Linked DNA regions of Drosophila melanogaster: region 1 is linked to region 2. A link is a contact called in public Hi-C data. All regions are on one chromosome and are shown on one strand. The core of a region is the stretch at or near the end of the contact, and the rest is flanking DNA. Distances in the headings are between cores, read along the strand shown. Region 1 holds the start of Frl (Formin-like). Region 2 holds the start of upSET (upSET,).

Evidence for each region. Hi-C and Micro-C count contacts between places; a contact is called where the count stands out from the background.
Region 1: a Hi-C map of the Kc167 cell line shows a contact between it and region 2, with 2.2 times the contacts expected there. A contact is called at or near these places in 45 of 107 Hi-C or Micro-C datasets (the Clone 8 cell line, the D17-c3 cell line, the Kc167 cell line and 15 more) and 1 of 7 datasets of targeted methods (the Kc167 cell line).

Annotation. Positions count from the first base shown.
Region 1 is chr3L:14,048,721-14,056,030 of dm6, reverse strand. Frl (Formin-like) reads right to left here and starts at 2,816. Exons shown (of 9, transcript NM_001144476.3): 1 at 1,688-2,816. The coding sequence starts at 1,963. CG6833 reads right to left here and starts at 4,825. Exons shown (of 1, transcript NM_140432.5): 1 at 3,562-4,825. The coding sequence starts at 4,695. The coding sequence ends at 3,823. CG13484 reads left to right here and starts at 2,952. Exons shown (of 1, transcript NM_140433.2): 1 at 2,952-3,603. The coding sequence starts at 3,035. The coding sequence ends at 3,490. It overlaps Neurl4 (Neuralized E3 ubiquitin protein ligase 4), which reads left to right and starts at 6,139. Exons shown (of 9, transcript NM_140431.3): 1 at 6,139-6,532; 2 at 6,589-6,948; 3 at 7,009-7,310. The coding sequence starts at 6,362. It also overlaps asRNA:CR46067.
Region 2 is chr3L:13,997,559-14,004,697 of dm6, reverse strand. It overlaps upSET (upSET,), which reads right to left and starts at 2,571. Exons shown (of 8, transcript NM_140424.2): 1 at 2,397-2,571; 2 at 1,283-1,505. Nprl3 (Nitrogen permease regulator-like 3) reads left to right here and starts at 2,818. Exons shown (of 3, transcript NM_168570.1): 1 at 2,818-2,908; 2 at 3,054-3,205; 3 at 3,265-5,318. The coding sequence starts at 3,072. The coding sequence ends at 4,963. CG17361 reads right to left here. Exons shown (of 1, transcript NM_140421.3): 1 at 6,643-7,139. The coding sequence ends at 6,860. It overlaps CG17359, which reads left to right and starts at 5,447. Exons shown (of 1, transcript NM_140422.3): 1 at 5,447-6,798. The coding sequence starts at 5,516. The coding sequence ends at 6,535.

The DNA of each region.
Region 1 (7,310 bases), core at 1,567-4,066, 51 kb before region 2:
TCCCATCCCATCGCATCCCATCGAGAAGCAGTGCGAGTAAGGGAGGGCAGGCGAGCGGACCCATGCCGGCGTTAGCAGTGAGTCAGCGAGTGACTCGAGTGCGACAGAGAGGGCGACAATCGATCAATTCGCTTTAATTGCCATTAGCATGCCGAATTGGAGTGGCTTATTCAGAAAGGGGGGAACGATGGGCGGAGGGAAGCGAATCAAATGGCGGCTGTGGGTCACTATCCGTTACGCTTTTATGACGGTCAGCGCTGAGAGCTTTTTTTTCTCTATTCTTGACTAATGTATTTATATTTTTTGGCAATATGTTTACTCGTAAAATCTTAATTACGCAGTCTTGTTCGGTGAAAAAAAGCATTTGGTGGGATGACAAACGAATTCTGACGACAGGCACACGCCCTTCGAACCTTGGTGAGAGTATTAAAAGTTTGGCTTAAAAAAGTTATGATCTTTCATTGTAAATCCTTTAAATTAAATGATAAAAAGAAGAATAAAAGGGGTTGATTTAAAAACTAGGATGCTGTTTCTTAATAAACCAATTGTAAACCATGCTAGTCATCAAGGTTTTCGTCCTGATACCTTATCGATATTTGATTTCAATAAGATATTACGAATAATTCCGTGCAATATGATATTTTGAATGCAATTTTAAGCATGGGAATAGCTAAGGTGTTCAGCACATACATATGTATATATGGTAGTTTCCATTCAGATCCCATTCCACTGTGCCCTGCTTGGGGAGTTGTGCAAGCCGGAGCGGAGAACAGAACGGGACTGAATCGAGTTGAACTGGGGAGAGGCGCAGATACAAACTCAGAGATACTCACAAACACCAGCGAACACTCACGTTTCCACAAGTGTGTGTGTGTGGCTGACAAAAATTCAAGCGAACAAGTCGCCGCACACTCGATGAGGTCATCAATCACATGCAACAAATGCGAGGGCGGAAAAAAACGGGCTGGGGCAGGAAGCCAATCCTTAAGCTTCTTTCTATATACCAGCTACTACATTCGCCAAGCAAACTCAATTTTTCAAATGGATTTTTGAACATAAACAAACATTTCTTCTAGTGTATTAAAAAATATCACCGATTCAGAAGAGGGGGTGTATTTGTTTCTAAACATTCGATTCGACTATTAAAGCTTAACAGCGTGAAAAAGATTTTTCCAGATAGATTTGTATTCTAGAACCATTTACGCATTTCCATTTATTTATTTAAATTTATTTCTTGATACCAAGCTGATCACCCAAAATAGCTTACTCGTTCATAAACAGAAATGTATATTAAAATCGTATGTTATACAAAATATATGTATGAAACATATTGTAAGCTAATAAATGAAAGGAATTTTATTTGCCAAAAACTATGCAATGCTTTTTGGAAAGGGATTGCTAGTTAATTAATTCTACAAGGCGTTATTTTTAAACTTGGCAGAAAGGAATTATATTTTTTAAATCTTTGAAGTATAAATGTATATTTGAAATATATTTCTTTGAGACTTTCCTGTCATTTAGGATTTGAATGGTACATGGAGCGTAAAATAGGTAAAAATAAATAAATAAATTTGTATATCTAAAATTTAGCAAATTATAATGAATTTAATGAAAGTATAAAATTGTTCTTTAAGCCATATTTTAATACCTAAGTTTTTTTTTTGTCATGGTATTCGGATTAACTTACCAGCACTTTGGCGAATCGTCGGTCCAGCTCATCTGTGGTGGGCATGGGTTGCTGGCTCCGGCTCCGCAGGCTCGGCTGCCTGACATGTTGGTACTGGGAACTGCAGCCGATGTCGTAGCGCAGATCCTGTTTCTGCAGCGTGCCGCTAGAGATGGAACCGTTGTGCTGGTGGCCATTGCGCATCGAGTGATGGTGCGCATGCGAATGGGGATGCTGCAGCTGCTCATCGGCGTCCACATCAGCGCTGGTGATGGTTCGCGATTTGACGGCGCCCATTATGGTGGCAAAGCGACCAGAGCCCGAAACCGAGCCGGAGACGGAGCCGCCTCCTCCTCCTCCTCCGCCGCCTCCTCCCCCTGGATCCTGTAATCCCCGGGATCCGGATCCTCCGCCGCCGATGGCGTCCTCGATGGTCGCCGCTTGGAGCGCAGTGCTAAGGGACAGCGAGAGGGTACCCCATACAGTCCGGCAAAGGGCACGCGTGCGTTCCGGGCAACTTGAAAGTTGCTCTTTGATTCCGTTGAAGATATCCAAAGCGGCTGCTGCCTGTTTCTCTGCTATCGAACGCTCAGAACAACTGGCCAATCGAAAGTGACTATTTTCCGGGCGTGTGTTTTCTTATTTTTGGTTGCCTTTTTTGTTTTTTGTTTAATTTATTTATTTTTTTTTTTTGTTTTGAAAGTAAGTGTAAAAAGTGCTGTGTTCCAAAATTTTGATAATTTAATTTACTTCTTTCTGACAATGTAAGCAAAAACACAATTTGTTGCTACTGTTGTTGCTGTTGTTGTTGCTGGTGGTGCAACGGCGGCACTCACACAGGCACACAGCCACTAGCACTCACACACACACACACCTACAGCAAGACACGGATGCAGGCACACAAACACAGACAAAGGACCAGATTTCGATGAAAGGCTCCTGCGGCAGGCGACGCCTCTTGTGCTTTGTTTGCAGGTTTTTCCGAGCGAGGGACGTGCGAATTGCTTGCAATTTGCCTTACACACCGCATTAGACTCGGTCTGTGGGCGATAAGTGTGGGAACCGAGAGCAACTGCAGTTAAATGCACTTTATTTTGCCGACCGACCGCACGACAACCGCGCTACACGAATATTCGGGACAGTGTGACCGAACTGGGTCTGCGCACGGAAACCAAAGACTGGCGGGAAAACACCCTAAATGTGCCGAAAACTGCGCTTAGCAAAGTTTTAAGCCAGTTGATTTAATTAATATGCATTTTTGTGGTAATTGCCAACGGTCGCACTTAAAATAAAAAAACATTTGTTTTACATTTCGGATCCAAGGAAATAAGCCATTATTGGCTTAAATAAGCTTTAACGACTGCAATCATGAGCACCCCTCGCAAGAACTATAACAACCTGCCGCCCTACTGCCCACAAGGCGGCCAGTACCCATCGCAGTCCGCGGATTACAGAGCGCAGCAATTCGGTGGCCAGCAGAAGCCACAAAATCCAAACGTTGGCTTCTACGAGGACAAACAGGGCCAGCAAAATGTTCCTCATTTCTACCAGAACAAATCCCCACAGGAGCCGCAGCGCCATCGGCCCTACGGTCAGGGCAGGAATTTCGGACGCGGCGGCAGCTTCAATCGCAGGAACCAACAGAACTGGGATCATCCGAGGAGCCACCAGAACAGGGAACAAAACCAGAGCGGCAGCTCCTTCGGCCAGTACTTTCATCCCTCCATGCTGGAGGATCCTTGGCGGGAGCTAATGGAACGGCACGAGGCCATCCACGGACCCAGTACTAGCCGAACTTCACCGAAAGAGGTGGCGGCTTCCTAAAATGTAGAATACAACACTAAGAGCTAGTTAAGCCCTGTAGGATAATTTCCCCAAAGCAAAGAAAGAATTTTAATTTTAGCTTTCCGATATTAAACAAAAGAATGTGTAAACATAAAAATGGTTTCATCATGAGATCCGAGCCTGCTTTTGAGTGGCACATTACGTGCTGAAAACCGCTCCGATGCCTTCAAGAAAGAACTATGGCTAAGGTTGTAACATTTTATACATTTAAGCAACAGTTTCACGTGAATGAAACCCGTGTGTATACTTAAAAATTTAAGACTACCGTAATGGAACACCCCTCAGTGCAATGGGGCTCCCCGAGTGAGCTGCTAATAGTGCTGCTGTTGATGCCGCTTCTTCTCCAGATACTTCTCCCAGTCGACGGCAACGCGATTGTAGATACCCATGGCGGCACGTGCATCCTCCACGGAATTATGCTCGCCCGTTTGGATCTCCTGACCCAGAACGGCCTTTGTCAGGCGTTTTAAGCTGGGCGTGTGGGTATTAGAGATGAGTTTGCACAGCGGCTTATAATGCGACGTATCACGAATGTCATGGAACGGATGGCGGATGCCCAGTACGGCAAGATCGTTGCGCAGGCCGTGTCCCACCAGAATGCGGCCATGTATCAGCTTCATCACTTCGTTTTGCACGGCGGCAAAGTCCTCACCGTTAGCGATGTCCTGCGGCCGAATGCCGGACACGCTGGTGCGGTAGTCGGTGACCTCCTTTCGCGGCTTCACATACTTGTCCAGCAGCACGTGTCCCATGCGATTCACGATGGACACGCGTGCCAGCATGTCGTCCCGTGTGTTGTGTCCCACGCCCACCATCTCGCAGTCCATGGCCAAAATGCGATTGCGGTGTGCCTTCTTTTTCATGCGCATGCGTGCCGATTTGCTTAGTGGTGCTGACTCCGTCGCCTTGGCATCCTGGTTTTCACTTCCAGCTGCTGCTGCTGCTCCACCGCCAGCAGCGGCCATCCAGTTGGAGCCGGCTGCCCGGCGACTTGTGTTCACCTGTTGCACCTGTAGGCGCTCCATGGAGGCTTGCAGCTTGCGTTGATTGTGTTGCGGGGAAACCACATTTTTCGTGCTGTCCGTGGTGTTTTTGTTGTTGGCAGACCCGCTTCTGCTGCTGTCCAAGTTATTGGCCCGGCTACGATTCATGTCGAACTGCTTCTGGCGTGGCGTAGCGGACATGGCGTCGGGGCATCTATATATTCCAAATAAATATCCAGCTTAAGACAATCTCGAATAACAAATGTGTTTCTTTATTTTAGTAACACCGACCAGTGTGACCGTCTTGGGGTTGCTGGAGTATTACTGTCGACGGGCTTTTGGTATTTAAACAGTGTCAATGGGTGCGTTCAGCAGGTAAATAGCAATCACGCCTTATGTAGCCTGTGAACGCATTCACTGCGTCAATAATATGTGCATTGATCGCTCGAACAAATAAGACCGTAAAAATCGCTATTCATTTACAGTTTCAGACGTTGAAGTAGTGTAAGTTCATTAAAATATTGAAGAAATGTGGGAGTATTGACTAATATTCTAAAATCACTTATGGCGGTTTTATATTTTAACAAATCGTAAAAATATCAAACTAACGGATTTTATACATATGCATGTGCACACTCGAGATTGGGCTTGAAGTTTTGGATATCCACTGCGAAGTGCGCACTTGATAAAGATGTTCGTATGCAAGGAGTTTTAAACTGGCTCCCGCGTATTTCGTTCGGAGTGCATCCTGGAGCACATAGATGTCAAGTAAGCGCAGCTTACTTAATTCGCATTAAGGCATATGGTCGTCGAGGAAGTAAAACTTTACTTGAAAAGCGGGGCGTGGCCCCTATCTGCATTCGGCCCCTTCGGCGGCCTGGGCAACTTTCCCAATCACATCGAGGATTATTCATTTGAGGAATGCCGTTTGCAGCATTACATGGCTCAACAGGAGGATCGCCTCACTATTTATGAGTTGCAGTATGCTCGCGAAATTGACTTGGCCACCATGAAAATTATTTGATTAAGATGTCGCCCCAAAAACTACTGGAAACATTGATTGAAATTTACGATCAGCCTCTAATCGACAGTTCCTCTGTCGCATCCGTCAGGGACCAGACTTCGGACGAGAGAAAATGCCAAGTTCAGCCTCAAAGCTTCCCAGGTTTTCAAACCAACTTTTCAAACCAACTGCCAGTTAAACATCTCCGGTGACACGGCGAGGCCGTCCAACAGAGCATGCTTAAGATGCTGGAAGGCAGCGTGGTTAGCCTAACCGACCGGGAACAACTGTTTTAAAACTAATATAATTTTGTTTAAAGTTTTTTGTTTTTAATTTCTTTGCAGTACAAGTGATCTGTTTTTAGAAAAAGATTATCCAAAAAGTTAGCTTTAATTTGAAACTCAAATTGAATATGAAATTTTGGATGCTTGGAGATTTTGGAGACTTGAAAATAAATGTATTTTCTTATTAGGCGAATTAAGAGCAAACCTTGTTAATTACATATAGCTCGAACTTTGTTTTCAGTGTAATAACTGATAAGCCATTCAACTAAACAGTCGATATGTTCGTTGAATGTATAGATTTTTGTTACATCTATGAACGGTCATACGAAAAGGATATTCATTTGTTTATTTTAGTTTGGCACATCTTTGAAAATAATGCATAATGCTTTGTGAAGATCTAGGAAACTGCAGACTACTCCATCGGAATTTTTCCATCAGCGCCCGAGAACCCAGCACTTACATCGCCAACAGCCGATGAGCCGCAATCCGCCCGTGTTCCCATTCCGACTGTCGATTGATTTGTACGGCGACAAGCGGCGGCGGAGAAAAGGACCGATAAAGCAGAACTGGAGGAGCAACCATGACCGGCAGAGAAGCGCAATCCTTCCACACACGCTGTGGCCGCTCCATCCGGCTGTACAATAACAACCGGATGGCCCAGCGCTCAATGCGGGATTTCAGTCATGCCCTGGTGTTCAGTGCTGAGCCCCTGGAGGACGATGTACTTTTCGAGGTCGTCATCGAGAAGAAGGTGAGTTAGCCACACGACTGCAGCAGATAGAGCTGCGGATAATGATCGTCTTGCAGAATACCTACTGGGGCGGAAGCATTGAGATTGGTGTCACCGCGGAGTCGCCGGATGACCTGGAACTGGTGGCATGCGCCACTGCCATGCGAAATGGCACATGGGTCATGTCCGGCATCGACGTGCGCAAGGATGGACGACGCCTATTCGAGTTCTATGGCACCGATCTGGAGACGCTCAACGAGAATGATCGCGTTGGCGTCATGCGCACCTCTGGTAACGATTTGGTCTTCTATGTGAACGGAGAGTCGCAAGGCGTGGCTGCAAAGAACATGCCCAAGCCTCTGTGGGCTCTTGTCGATCTCTACGGACGTTGTGTGCAGGTTTCCTTGTGTCCGCGCGATGGAAGTGGTTCCGGAGAGGTAACAATTCAGCTAATCCAAATGAATAGGTAAACAAAAACTCGTTTTCTTTGTACACAGCTTTTGGATTCTCCGCTGCAGCAACCACTGCAACAGGTTGTTCAAAACTTGGACGTGGCCATGAACGTAAACATTGTCGTTGACTCCGACGCCTGGATGCAAGGCAATGGCTCCGTATCCGGTGCTGATGACCGACTGTGCTTCCACACCCGCTGTGGGTCGTTGGTGAAGCTTTCGCCCAACTTTCGATCCGCCGAACGCCGTCGACCCCTGGACGAGTTCAATAACGGCGTGGTGATGACCCACAGGCCTCTGAGGGACAACGAACTGTTTGAGATTCGCATCGACAAGTTAGTGGACAA
Region 2 (7,139 bases), core at 1,322-3,821:
GGTTTTAGTTTTTGCATACCAGCTACAAAGTGTCAACTTTAATTGCGTCTTATTTTAATTCACTTGCTCGCTAGTTCTGGTCCGTCTAATTCGGTCAATTACTAATCAAGAATTGAGACTGCATGGGATTTTATTATGGATATTACACCATTAAAAAAATCTGTGGGGTTGGGAGGTGGTTTTAGGGGGTTGTGGCGGTTTGGTTTCGTTCCGCGACAACCTTTGAAATTATCGAATGGCTTAGCTTTCGCGAAATAATATTTTGACGATGGTCTTGTCTGCGCTGCGCAGAAAATAACGAAAGCCGAGCGCAGGCAAAAAGTTGTCTATCAACTTTTGCTTTCATTTTGTGGCGAAAATTCGCGCGTACAAAGCACAAGGCATAAATAACAATTGCAAAAATCACGTATGCGCAAAGAGCAGAACAGGAACATTCGAGCAATGCCTGTAAGCGAGAGCGAGACCACCATAGCTCTCCCCACACACACACTAACACTTAGCTATGTTAACTGCGGCCAACTTCACGGCGTACAGGCGTGTAAACGCTGGAGCACGCAATAAAAAGTTTGACGAAAACAGGGCGAAAGAAAATAAAATAAAAACTATATAGCTCTGTGCTAACATTCTGGATAATGGGAACAACATGGCGTCGTCGATATCGTTCAACTAATTCTCATCAACTTTAATTTCACTTTGCGGTCGATTTGTTGTTAAGTTTTTCCGACTAGCTGATGCGCATGTCAAAATTTTGGTAGAGACAACAAAAACACTGCACGGCATACACATTGCAATCCAAATGCGGAGGGGTGTGCCAAATCGAAATATGATTTTAATACTGATTTAGATAATCTCCTTAGAAACTCGAGCAAAACAAACTAAAAACAACTTGAAATTTAACAAAACAATTGCTTCGGGTTGGCAACTCTGTGCGAGGGGCATAATACGCACATCTACCTTCACGTTGCACAAAACGGAATCGAAAGCAAAACAAATGAACCCGCAAAGCTGTGCGAGCGAGCACGCTATACTGACGGTTAGTTGAAAAAAGAATATGCAATCAAATATGGCGACACACAGTATGCAAAAAAAAAAACCATACAAAATCGACGCATCAACAAATGAAATATTTATTTAACTGGCTCGACTCAAAATAAAATCTGAATTTCATATATATGTGATCCAATAGATATGTATAACCCATTCGACTGTATATTTTTCGATTCAAAATATTTCCGATTTGGGCGCGCACTCACATACAAACACACACACTAGTTTTACTCACCGTTTACTCTGTTATTTTGAATTTTCACTTCATTTTGCACAACTTAATTTAATTTAACGACAAGCTACGTGGTTTATTTTTTATTTCGAAACTTTATATTTCAATTTTATAAATACAAATTAAATTTGTATACACTTTAACACTGGTTCTTTTTTGTTCCGTTGCACATTGTTGATTTGCAGCATTTAAGTGATGGCGCGACGTTGTTTCGAACGTTTACTACCTGCACAAATTAAAATGTTTCTACTTTGATTAATCAATTTTATTATTATTAATACCGTATGGCACAAGAAGCAGAAGACAAAACGCGCAGGAAAACACATAAACTGGGATTGCTTAAGACGTGTGTAAGAGCGAGACGACCAGTCGGTTTGAGCAGACCATATAGCTAGTGTGACCGTTCTAGCCTATGGACAAGACATGCCAACTGACTATTATCGCCTATTTTATTTTGTTCGCCTGCCCTGCTTCTTCTTCTTGGTTTTTGTGTTGCGCTGTTTCCCTGTTTAGCCTATTACTACTGCGCCTGGCCATTCCGAAATGCTGTACGTACATATTTCGATTTCGCCTTTCCGCCTATTCGTTGATACCCACACAAACGTATATCTGTGCATGCCTTTCTACGTAGGTATGTGTAAAATCTATACACACGGATGTTGGCGCACATATACACAAAAAGTAAAATAGTTATGTTATTAACTATTTAACCACAAGCTATTTACATTTTAGGCACTTATTAATCCTATTTTCCAAAATACAAGGAATAGATACAGAAACGAAGACATAGTAGAAAAACAAACCTACAAGTAAATGACAATTAGTTGAAATTAACTTATTGGCCACCATACTGCCGAAGAGTGCGAAACTAATTCAGAAGCGAACCACTCAGCCAAGTAAACTATATTTTTTTGTAGAATTAGTTATACCTCTCCTACACTCACACAAATATTATATATATGTATATATAGACCGCGGCTAGTACACGTTTAGCGTCGTCTCGCTCCCACCTACGATCCGCACGTATTTTGCCTCTCACAATGTGTGTGTTTTCCTCTTTTCCAACACGCTAATAAGAAATCGTCATTTTTAAAAGTGCTTTTACAGCCAAACTAACATGTTTCACAGGGGAATTTCATAGTTCTGCGATTGCCGCGTTCGCATACTACGCTCCCAGTTATTTTCACAAATTTTTTGTTGACGTTTCGAGCACAATTTCCACACGTTTTGCTCACAACTTTCCGCTTCTAAAAAATTAGAGACTGACCAACCGAAGACGGTCACACTACAGCGGAGCGATAGATCGTTATCGCTCGACCAGGGATCCTATACTATTAGCCTTGCCGATATATATTTATTTATATAGTAAGACCGTTTTTCGTTTAGTATTTTTTAGTTTTTGAATATATTATCTAAGGTATCTATGGTAAATTTAAACGATTTAAAAAAATTCCATTGCGTTGCATTTATATTATTGTTTCGCCTGCAAAATGAAAACTGACATGACTACTATTTTAAATAAGTTTTTGGTATTTTATGCAAACTAAAAGAGAGCCACACTGCTGTAAATATATTTTATATTTTACATTTATTTACTTTGCTTCCATTTCTCAATGAAGTCAAATTGAGGTACTAATAAATAAATAAAGAGTTGTTGAGGTAGTTTCTGTAGCAAACTACGATTTATAAAGTATTTTTGAAAACATAGCCAACTATTTGTTGACCCTGACCCCAGTTGATAATGCAAATGTTCATATTTTAATTTACATAAAAGGGGAAGTGTCTGTGTGCCATGGAAACTAATGTGAATCCCCTGGCCGTAATCCTGGTTTACTTCGATAGCAAGGGGGATCGGTTACTGTACAGGTATCCGTACCAGACTCTCGGCCAAACGGAGGTGGCCAACGACGAGCAGCGGAAGTCCAGGTACTACCTATTAATTCAAAGGGCACTCAGCTTGACTATACCGATTTATTCAATCACAGAAAGCGCAATCCCTATGCCGTGGCCAATACGGACGATCTGCTGCAGACACCCACCCACTTGGGTGCTGCCAAGAGCCAAGGACAACTGCAGGGATTCGCAGATGAGGTCCTGTCCGCTCTGTTTGCTGTTAAACCACAGCTATGCAACCAAAAGTTTGAACTCAAACTGAACGACGTACGCTTTGTCAGTCATCCCACTCTGATACCGCAAAAGGAGCAGAGAAGTGGTCCAATGGCCAAGCAACAGATGCTCATCAACATTGTTTTTGCGCTGCATGCACAGGCCAGCTACTCGATTGTTAAGTGCTACCACGAACTGAGCAAGCGCCTTGGACTGGCGCTGAAGTTCGAGGAGCAGCGCAGTGGCTATCTCACCGAGCAGACGGCTCAAATGGCTCGCACACACGACGAGCAGCAGCAACAGCCGCTGGAACGCACACTGGAGCTGATTGCAGAGCGCTGCAGCTTGGCACAGGCCTTGCGCTCCATCTTCCATGATCTATGCACCACTGGACTGCTGAGTACCTCGCTGAATCACAACCTAACGTTGTGCTTCTGTCTGCCCGCTAAGGCACACCAGCTCCATAAGAAGGGCAGCATGGTGGATCCAGAGACCATAGATCGGTGCCTTCGTGCACTGAAGCCCTATCATGGCATGTTGCTGCTGGTCGACTTTGCCGAATTGTTGGACTGCGTTCCACCGACTGGGGCACGCATGCTATGGCAGCTAGTCGACGTCTACGACCCACTGATCAGTCTGCAGAGCATGTCCTCCAATGCAGACTTGAGTATCGAGCATGTTTATAAGCTCGTCTCGCATTTGGTCTACTGGGCTAAGGCAACTATTATTTATCCACTCTGCGAGACAAATGTCTATGTGATCGCGCCGGATGCACCATTGCACACCAAGTCCCACCTGGTGGAGAAGTTCTCGGCCCGTTTTGCCGGTATGTCGCTGTTCGAGGTGATCTCCGATTTTTCATTGCCCACTTCAATTGGACACTTAACCACGCCACTGCAGCAGCCAGCGCGACAGGGTATCCTCGCACAAATGGTGATTTGGATGCTGCAGCACCATTTGCTCATGCAGTTGCACACGTACGTTCAGTTTATGCCCAGCGAGGATGAATTCGGAGATTCGGCCTCCTGCAGCAACCATCTAAGGGATGCCATTAGCGATGAAGAAGGAGACCAAGAACCAGATGCGGACGAGTTGCATGGCTCCATGCTTAGCATGTCCAGTCATCCGTTGCCAGTGCCAGCGGTATTGGTGGGCGGACATCGTCGTGAGGCGTCCGAGGACCATTCATCACTGGCCTCGGACAACATCGCCGTGCAGCCATCATCCAGCCACAAGTCCAATTTCAGCATCACCGCCTCGATGAGCACGGACAATTGCGACAGCCTCGATTCCATGGAGGATGAGCAGAAGCTGAAGGAGCTGCTACAGGTTTTCAGCGATGCGGATCGAGCCGCCATCCGTCGAATTCCCGCCTCTGCCAACGTGGATGATCTATCTCTGCTTGTGAAGCTGTATCAGATGGGTTACTTTAAGAGCGAGCATCATCTGGAGGAGATCATGTACTTCGAGAACCTGCGACGTTCGCAACTGCTGCAATTGCTTGATAAATTCAGGGATGTGCTTATCATTTACGAAACCGAAGATCCTGCAATTGCATCCATGTACAATACCAAGTAGAGTTTGGGACGAATTTGCATTCCTAGATTTTAATGTTGAATGTTTTTGTTTAGTTTTTGAATATAATCTATAAAATAGGTATGCATCTAATTTTGTAAAGTTTGCGAAGCAAATCAATTTACGCTTGTAGACTACATATTTTGTTATTTATTTGTACAAGCAAGTTCTTAAGTTCAATTCAATTATTGTCAAACTATGTTTTTCCGTGATTTCATACAAATTCAAAAAATTACTCATATTCAAAACAGCGTTACATTTTAAGCTTCGCGCCCATTGTACAGCTTTAAGGTATATCGATAAGTGGGGAATATTCTGATGCTCTAAGAGCCAGATTAAAATAAAATATTTAAAAAATACGAAAAACCCATTTTTAACTTAAAAAAACAACTTTAAATCATAAATCAAAGCTGATAAATTAATAAGATGCGAAGCACAGCTGATTATTCGGTATTTTTTTGTTGGTATATTCCAGTGATTGGTATTTTAATAGTTGCATTTTGTTGATATTGTATATTTTTGATCCTGCCTACGAAACTCTGGAGCTCGGCCACGATGGACATTTCGCAAATGTGCCGCGTTTGCAGGGACGAATCCGACTGCCTGTTGGATATATATACAGAGCCATATGCCTCCTCCAATCGGGTCCAGGAGCAGGAGCCGGTCTTGGCCACAATGCTGAGGGAATGCAGCGGATGCAGCGTGCATAAGGAGGACGGAATGCCGCAGTTCATCTGCGTGGAGTGTGCGGAGGCCGTAAGAAATGCCTATCGGCTAAGACGGCAATGCCGAAAGAGCCATCAGTACTTTGAACAGCTGCGTCTGATGATGAAGGAGCTGGACGATATAGAGTATTGCCTGAATATAGGGGATAACATAGAACCACAGATGCCGGTCTCGGTAATGGAAGCTGGTAAAACGCCGGAGACATCCGAACCTCTTTTAGTTGAGCTTGTGCAGGTTAAGTACATGCCTCCAGAGCCGAAGCCAATATCTTCTCCTCTTCCAGACAACAATGAGCATAAGCTCGCGCAAAGTTATTCTCCAGCAAAGACGCCACACAATAAGTCCAAGAGGAGGGCGAGATCCTACTCGGACAATGACTCATGGAGCCCGGATAGTGAGCTTGAACACGAAGATGATGATAAAATCTGGAACGCCTCAAAACGGGGCAAACCGAAAAGGGTTCCCGGACCATATCGGTGCAAGCTCTGCACACAGTCGTTCACCCAAAAACAAAACCTAGAGATTCACATGCGCATACATACTGGCGAGCGACCCTACAAGTGCTCCCTATGTCCGCGATCCTTTGCCCAGAAGGGCAACCTGCAGAGCCACACACGTTGTCACACCGGCGAGCGTCCCTTCGGTTGTCCGAACTGCCCCAAGCGCTTCCGGCAAGTTGGGCAACTGCAAGTCCACACCCGGACTCATACTGGCGAACAGCCGTTCAAATGTTCCAAATGTCAGCAAAGCTTCAAGCAACTAAACGGCCTACAAAAACACATGTCAGCACACACGCGAGGGAAGCGACGGACGAGCAGCCAAGAAACAAAAAGAAATAAGTTTAAATAGTTAAGATTTGTTAAAGGTATTTTCATATATTGAATGTCCATATAATAATTTCTTGTTTGAAATCGACAAAGCTAGTAATCGCAACCAAAGTGAGAAAGCTGCTTAAAAACTGTTGTGAATCGATCCGATTATCATTTCTTTATTATCTTATTGTCAATATGAGAACATGAAATTGTTTTTAAAACTACACTCCATATGTACTTTCATTATTAGTCGCTAACTTGTTTCTACTTTAAAAATATATCGAACTTATTTTTAAAACGATGATACAAGATGATTAATTACTATTTTAGTTGGCTACATTTTGCCAAGCGTTGCCAAGGACTATTTAAGAGCTTTTCGTCTGGTCCTTGTGGATCCTTTGGTGTGGGTGCGCCTGTGCATGGTCAACTGGGCCTTGCCGGTGAAACTTTTTTGGCAGTCGGTGCATTTGAAGGGCCGCCTCTTATCCACCTCGTTGCGAGTCTCCTTCTTCGGCTGCTTATCGTTCCGGTCCCCATCGTCCTCCTCCTCCTCCTCCTCGCTCTTGATGCGATCCGTAAAATCCCAATCCTCGGCCTCCAGGAGATCGCATGTCTCCTTGTCGCTTTGCTCCCTCTTCACG